3 separate regions of the Gossypium hirsutum genome follow, and all the other regions are linked to region 1. The links are chromatin contacts, called in public Hi-C maps. All regions are on one chromosome and are shown on one strand. Each heading gives the region's core, a stretch centred on a gene start, on an enhancer-like site or on the middle of the called end of the contact. The rest is flanking DNA. Distances are from core to core; before and after follow the strand shown.

Region 1 (2,700 bases), core at 156-2,655:
CTTTGTCATTACAAATATTTTTTTATTTATAATATTTATGGCATTTATAGATAAGATTTTTAATTTTACTAAAATAATTGGTTGAATGAACTTACTTAATAAGAAAACTCATAAATAAAAAAAATTGATTCTATTAAAAGAAATTTATTGAATGGATTTATATAATAAATAAAAAAATAAAATTTATATTAATTATTTTATATTTAAATTATTATGGTTAGATTAACAGAAAAACAAAAAACAAAAAAGTATATTACTTTTATTTTAATTGTTTATTAACTTTATATTTTTAAATACAATTTTATATACAATATAATATAATGTAATCTTTTATTTTATTTTATGTTTGTATTAATTATATATATGGACATTGTATTTACTTTTAAGAAAAAATATAAAAGTTGAATTTGAAGAGTTTAATTTAAAAATTGTATTATAATAAATGAATAAATTATATTAGGATCATTTTAAAAAAAAATATAATTTTTAGGCACCAATAAAATAGTGCCATTTCATTAAATTTTAAAAATAATAAAATATTATTATACATTCATCTATATCTAATATCTTCTCCAACTTAATTTAACTTTAATTAAATTACTTAAAATAATTAATTTTTAATCATTTTATTTTTTCTCATAAGTTAATGTTTTTTTTTATTTTTGTGCAACCAATTTTTTTTTTAAAAATTAATATTTTTTGTGTAATTTTTTCCATGTCATTGGTACATTATTGTGGTAATTATTTTACCATAAATCCCGAACCTAGAACCTTAACCTCAAACCTTGAACCTTGAGGTTCAGGGTTCGAGTTTGAGTTTTGAATTTGGAGTTCAATGTACAAGTTCAAGGGTCGGGGTACAAATTTAGGGTTTTGGATTTAATGTTTAAGGATTTAAGGTTATGGGTTACGAGTTTAGGATTTAGAGTTTTGGCTCAAGGTTATGGGTTCGGTGTTCAAGTTTAGGGTTTGGGGTTATAGGTTTTGGGCTTGGAGTTTAGGATAAAATACCAAAATTATGTGTCAATTATATGGAAAAAATTGTTGAATGTTATTAAATAATTGGAAAGAGACCATGAATAATGTGATGAGAAAGATTTATAAAATAATTTCTCTATAGATGGGTGTATAATAATAAATTTATGTCTTTAAAATTCGATGATGTGATAAAATCTTATTGGTGCCTAAAAATTTTATTTTTTAAAGATGATCCTAATGTAAATTATTCTCTTTGGACTGATAAAGTAGGAATATATTTGGAAATAAAAAAAAGAAGAGTTTTATTGAATTTAAGTGGTTGGATCTGTAATTGAGGACAATCGATCGAATTGAAAAAGTTATGGATCATATGGGTCCGGCCCATTACACATATAACTACGGATCTCACCCTCTTCAGTCAGCCCGACAAAATCTAACCATCTCAACGAACAATCCCTACACCATCCCTCACCCTAAACACGTTCATCAATTTCTTCATTCCTTTTCTTCAGTTCATCAGTCAAATCTTAATAAATCAACCACATCTTCTAACCCTTTCATTGTCAAATCTCAGATCTCATTACTGTGTCATTCTTTATTTTTTTTATTTAGTTTCACTAATCAGTCTAAGAGACGGACAGAAACAAAGCAGTGTAAATAGCTGAATTTCGATGGCTGTGGCTATCAGGGGAGCTCGCGGTGGCGGATCCGGCGGTGTTGGAGCTGGTTTCCGCAGTTTTTTTTCTTACAGGATCTTCGTCTCGGCCATGTTTTCGCTTCTCTTCATTGCCACTGCCACCGTTCTCCTCACTACTCGTCCTTCTACAACTCATCAGCACTCTGTAAAATTTTCCTTCTTCAAAATCCTTTATCATTTGTTCTGTTTTTGGTTTTTTCAGATACCCTTTTCTTTTTTCTAACTTGGGTTTTTTTAGCCCCAGTAACATGCCATTTATTTCTCTAATTCGGTGCCTCAAAATTTAAATCTATTTGGCTTTTTTTGGATACACTTTGGCGATTTGCTGAGCGTTTAATACTTCACAATCTAATCTCTCTCTCTCTCTCTCTCTCTCTCTCTCTTATGGTTGTTTTCTGCTAGTCTTTAGGGCAGAGCTTGCAGTACTTTAAAATTCATTCTGTTTGGGGTTTTAAATACCCTTTTAGATGTTCTGACTATTTTCTTTTCTGGGGTTTTCTAGCAGAGGTTTCGAAGTGGCGGAAATGCTTACATGCATAGAACGTTTGTGGCATTGAACTCGGACCCTCTCAAAACAAGGCTAGATTTGATATACAGGCAAGCCAATGATCACATCACATTAGTGAAAGCTTATGCAGCTTATGCAAGGAAACTAAAGCTTGACATTTCGAGGCAATTGAAAATGTTTGATGATTTGGCTAAGAATTTCTCCGATATTACATCTAAACCGAGGTATAAATCCTCTTTGTTTGAAACCGATGGGAATTTAGATGAGGATGTCTTAAGGCAGTTTGAGAAAGAAGTGAAAGATAGAGTGAAATTTGCTAGGTTGTTAATAGCTGAATCTAAAGAAAATTATGATAATCAGTTGAAAATTCAAAAGTTGAAAGATACTATTTTCGCAGTTAGGGAATTATTAGGTAAGGCAAAAAAGAATGGAGCTTTTGCGAGCTCAATTGCTGCCAAATCAATTCCTAAGAGTTTACATTGCTTGGCAATGAGACTGGTGGAGGAGAGAATTTCAC
Region 2 (2,700 bases), core at 183-2,682, 190 kb after region 1:
TTCTCCAAACTGAGAGAGAGTTTTTTATCTGTTCCTGTGTGTTTGCCTAGAAGCATGAAAAAATTGAGTTTGAACCAACATCTCCAAATGTTTGGGACAACTTATGTAGTTGAACTTACAAGAGTATGCTTCAAGTCTTCCTTTGATGGTACGCTCACCGAGGTTTAATTCACTCAAGAAATCATTTATTCTAGAAAATAAGATACTAATTAAGTCAGACTTTAAATCAAAAGGCAGACAAAGATCATGAATCTAAGAAGGGCGAGGAAAATTTGTTACCATTCCATTTTCTAATAATTGACAATTACCAGTCACGCAGAGTATACTCTTAAGAACTTCACACAGAATATGCTCAGACGCATAATTGAAAATTACCGGTCAAGCGGAGTGTATTCTAAGAACTTCATACTGAATACGTTCAGACTTCAGACAGATTACTGGAATTTGCTGTCAATGATGCCAAAACTTGAAGGTCCTGCAGACAAAAAAAAAAGAAGACTAGAATGTAGAAACTATCAGTACAATGATGCAATCAAATCAAAATGCGTTAGGGCCAGAAGCTGGATTCATATATCAAAGTAAGCCAAACTCAAATGGCCAAACAAAATTATAAAACTAGAAATAGAATTTCAAAAAAAAAAAAAAATCTTCATTTCTGAAACAAAAGCACACCCACACTAATATAGCCCTCAATTTTGTCACTTCCCAGAATAATTTTTGTCTCATCTCTATCTTTAATCCCATTATGCCATTATTGAAGATTTAAACATTGAAAAAAGAAATCCCATTATTCCATTTCCCAAATCCATATTTAAATTCCATCCCATGCATCAAGTATAAAGTCTAATACAAAAAATTGCTTGCCAAGGCTTACTGATTTGAAACTGTTCATCATTGTGGAATTTGGTACTTCGGATTAGAGTCAAATTTATACTTTCACTATATTTAAATATGGAATTTTGCTACTGCACATTCCATTTCATTGATTTATAAATAAAAAAATTAACAGGATTAGAATATTTCATGGAACAATTTGTTAATGTAATTGACCAATTTAGTGATTTTCATTAGTTTTAGTCCAAAAATCAACAAAAATGAAAGTATAACCGCAAAACTGAACGGATTTGAAATCCAACCACAAACTTCAGACAATTTCACATGAACTGAATCAAAAGGAAATTGCAAATGTAAAATCAAATTACAAAAAGTAAAAGAAGTTTCTAATTAAATGATAAAATCAAATCACAACAACAGAAAAGGGAATATACCCTTGGCTCAGTTCGATGTCAGAGAAGAAACGGAAAGCTTACCGTAGTTTCTGTTCGCCGGCTTTTAACAGTTAGAAGAAAAGGGGAAGTTCTGAAAAGTGAAATCTCGTCAAAATCAGAAATAATTAGAATGAAAAAAAACGTGGCTGATTTTTTTATTTGTTTATTTATTTATTCGTAAATATATATTTTTTACAAGGCCATAATGCAAAGTAGTATATTCATGGCATAAAATTATTACAAGTTTTTCAATATTCATCTTGGTCCCTCCGTCTTTCGACGTTGACGGCAGGATTAATTTGTGATTCTTGCAGAAGTTAGGGGGCTAGATATATATTTCTCATAATACTTGTTTGACTATATTATTATCAACTTCAACGAGTTTGGAGGCTGGATTTATATACTTACTAAGAATATTTTCTCGCGTTCCGATTTTTTTTTAATATTTAAACATAAAAGTAATTTTATTTACTTATATTTTTGTAGAAAATATTTTTCATAAACTATATTAATTGAAATAATCGAACCTTTTAATCCTTTAATGATTAACGAATCAAAAAATTTAATCGAACCGAAATATTTCAGTTAATTCGGTCGGTTAACCAAATTAACCAAATTTTTTGTTTTTTGGTTAAAACAAGTATAAAATATATAAAATAAATAAATTGATAATGTTCATTTGACCGAATTAATCAAATTAAAATTACATATAATTTGTATTATTAATTATTAAGTTTGGTTAATTCGGTTAAGTACTCAATTTTTGAACCGAATTAACCGATAACTGAACTTCCAAAAGATCATTAATCGACCTCCAACCGAATTAGATTAGTTAATTGATCGATTAATCAAATTAAACCGGTTTGGTCGGTTAATCTGATTTTAATTGAAATTTGAACACCCCTAATTCTCTAGAGCACTGGGTGTCCGTGAGAGCGTATCAATAATTTCTCTTGAACACTGGGTGTTTGTGGAAACGCATCATTAGCTCCTGAACATTGAATGCCTGTGAGTGTATATTGGTTTGATAATGGAATAATCCACGTATCCGTCTTTTAGTCCATGTCTGGTTAATAAGGGCTAAAACATTAATGTAATGCGGTTAAAATACGTAGTGTTTTATAGATACATGTACTTGAATATGAAATTTATATGAGAATAATATTATAAAAAATAGATCAATATGCTTGATAGTTGAAATCAAAATCTAAAATCCTGTGGGCGTATAATATGATGGATAACAAGAGTTGGACATATAAAAAGCATGTAAAAGAACATTTTCATTACAAATTAAGAGTCCTAGGCGCCTTATGATACTATGAAAACAAAATGAATTATTCAATATATGGAATTGAGATGCAAAGCCTTGAGGGTATATCACTAAGCTAGCAAATGAGAATTTATTTATTGGTTGGGCTATATCCTATATGGT
Region 3 (2,700 bases), core at 117-2,616, 250 kb after region 1:
ACGTGATTTTTGCATGTAAAGAAAAATAGAAGCAAATATTGGCTCACTGGTTGTCTGGTGTTTAAACTAATACTAAGCAGTATTATGTGGTTGGATCGTAATACAAAAAGACAATTTATATTAGTAGACGAACCTAAACAAATCCTTAGTCTAATAGGAAATGAACAAATCTATTGAAAGACTAATATGTCATCTATCAATTCCAACTGGAGAAATGTCTTATCTTGGGCATCGGAGCGAATTACTCCTAAAAGATAGAGACATATATGCGACTAACTAGATTGATAGTAAATTGGACTGGATCCAAGAAGAATAAATCCTAAACCCATTTATGGATTTATTCAATTGTGGCGTTCATAGTGTGATATACCTTAATCTTGAGTGGATGACAAATTATGTATGTATGACTAGTATACTTTGATGTAAGTACAAGCCTTAGTTCAAATAGGTAAGGAACCGAAAGCTAGTGTATTGTGTATATGACTTCTATAGTATATAGCGTCATTCACAATAGTTAAATTCATAGACCGAGATATGGGTAAATGATATCTTCTCATTGGGACATGATAGATGAAAAGTAAATGTGGTCACAGGTCGTTCATCTTTGTGATGAATGACTTGATTACTATTTGATAGTAATTGACTTTTCACGAAGAAAAATGTAATGGTTACCATGAGATAAAATAGAATCATATTAGGAGAACGAATTTATCCCAAAGAAATTAAGGATACCCTATGAGGGTAACACACTTATAACAAGTTCATTGGACGAGCATTGATCGAGTTGATTTCATAATGATATGTCATTAGGGAGAGCTAAGTCACGATACTATATTGGAATGACTTCGTGACTATATGAGTTTATAATCAATAGGTAAAGAGCCAGAACTTAATTATAAATTATTTGAGCCTTAATCACACATGTTCAATTTGTAACACCCAGGTACTCGACCTGCTCACCGAGTCCGAGTTATGAGATGTCACATTCGTTGTCGAAGCAACTACGATTAAAACACAAACAATTTATAGTAGTCAATAATTAAAAGTCGATTAAAACATTCATTCGACATGAAATAGATCAATAACACAAACTTGATTTTACGAATCCAAAAATTATGTAGATGTGAATGGCAAGTGATTATTAAGCAAATTCCAAGATAAACGAATTTTACTCCTCACATTATGGCAGGATTAATAAAAGAGTTTTCCTTTGATACCAAATTTTTTATGTTTCTCCTGTTAAAATTGCGGATTAGATTCGATTAAATAGTCTATTATTACTATCGAATTCTAATAGTCTCCCTATTAGTTTGTAATTGATTGTATCCAATTTTTACTTAAAAAAAGAAGAAGAAGAAAACAGGGCATGAATCAGCCCGGTTCGGCCAGTTGGCAGTTCCATTCTTAAATATTAAAGAAAAAAAAAATCAAACTTAGGCTTAGCTGCTCCAAAAACGGGTAAGAAAGCGAGAAAACTAGAAGGAAAGAAAAGAAAGAGCTCCAGAAGCTCTCATCTTCGATGGCATCGGCAGCCACGGCCCGAGCTGTCATCCTCTCCCGCATCACTGCCCTTTCAGTCAAACCTCTATCACCTTCTCTCTCTCGCTTCCTCCCTAGCCCTCGCAACCGTCCTCCTTCAGCCTTGACCGTGAGCTGCTGCTTAAAGGACGGCGGAGCCTACGACGACTACTCCGTTTCGACGCAGAAATCGAATTTAGATCGTGGATTCATAGTAATATCTAACATGTTAAAGCACATCGAACCACTCGACACTTCCGTTATTTCCAAAGGGGTTTCTGATTCCGCCAAGGAAGCTATGAAGCGAACTATCTCCACTATGCTCGGAATTCTCCCTTCTGATCAGTTCTCCGTTTTGGTTTCCCTCTCGAAACCTCCTCTTCATCGTCTCCTCTTCTCATCCATCATCACAGGGTAATATATCTTATTTTCTTCTTCAAATTTTTTTTTTACTGCAATTAAAAAAAATTATACTTTTTTTAGGTATACCTTGTGGAACGCGGAGTATAGGGTTTCATTGATGAGAAATCTGGAAAGAGCGGCACCGGCGGAGGACCTAGTGAAGGAGACGGAGGAGGGCGCTAGTCACCGGCACGGAGAGGTGGTGAAGAATAATATTGAGGAGGGAGAGGGTGGAAATGGTGAATATGAAGAACTAGAGAAGATAAGTCCGAGGGTTTTTGAGGATTTGTCGCCGGAGGCTTTGAAGTATATTGAGAAGCTGCAAGCTGAGTTATCTGATATGGAGGAGGTGAGGATTTTAGACTTTTTATGTAATTACAAATTTTGTAATTAATTATAAAATCAGTCTCTCTCACACACATACATATACTATATTTACAAATAATGCGATTGAGGGTTAAAAGATGCAAAATTTGAAGCTCATGTTCTTTTCTTTTTAGAAGTGATTAAAAATTTGTTATACTTGCTTAATATGTAAATTAATGAAAGAGAAATGAAGTTAGATGATTCTTGGTCAATTTGGAAATAGTTGTCTTTGAGAAAATTTAACTCTGGATTTTTCTTGACTTTAAACATACCAATTGGTTATTTGAATTCCGGTTTGTCTTGATTGCATTTCTTCTTCTTGACTGTGTCTCTTGTTATTAAGGTGCTCTAGCAACAAACATGTTTTGGCAATCAATTTTATACTGCTCTTTTCTTTCTTGTTATGTGCTATAA

Evidence for each region. Hi-C and Micro-C count contacts between places; a contact is called where the count stands out from the background.
Region 2: a Hi-C map of leaf shows a contact between it and region 1, with 3 times the contacts expected there. The contact joins the promoter of LOC107945777 here to the promoter of LOC107945773 in region 1. A contact is called at or near these places in 10 of 34 Hi-C or Micro-C datasets (anther, cotyledon, hypocotyl and 1 more).
Region 3: a contact with region 1 is called in a Hi-C map of leaf, with 1.8 times the contacts expected there. The contact joins the promoter of LOC107945782 here to the promoter of LOC107945773 in region 1. A contact is called at or near these places in 4 of 34 Hi-C or Micro-C datasets (all in leaf).

What each region holds. Positions count from the first base shown.
Region 1 is chrD12:10,049,869-10,052,568 of Gossypium_hirsutum_v2.1, forward strand. It overlaps LOC107945773 (probable galacturonosyltransferase 9), which reads left to right and starts at 1,406. Exons shown (of 4, transcript XM_041108426.1): 1 at 1,406-1,820; 2 at 2,181-2,700. The coding sequence starts at 1,650.
Region 2 is chrD12:10,238,736-10,241,435 of Gossypium_hirsutum_v2.1, forward strand. LOC107945777 (repressor of RNA polymerase III transcription MAF1 homolog) reads right to left here and starts at 1,433. Exons shown (of 11, transcript XM_016879900.2): 1 at 1,311-1,433; 2 at 376-498; 3 at 120-190; 4 at 1-46. The coding sequence starts at 407.
Region 3 is chrD12:10,299,462-10,302,161 of Gossypium_hirsutum_v2.1, forward strand. LOC107945782 reads left to right here and starts at 1,367. Exons shown (of 6, transcript XM_016879912.2): 1 at 1,367-1,932; 2 at 2,002-2,269. The coding sequence starts at 1,520.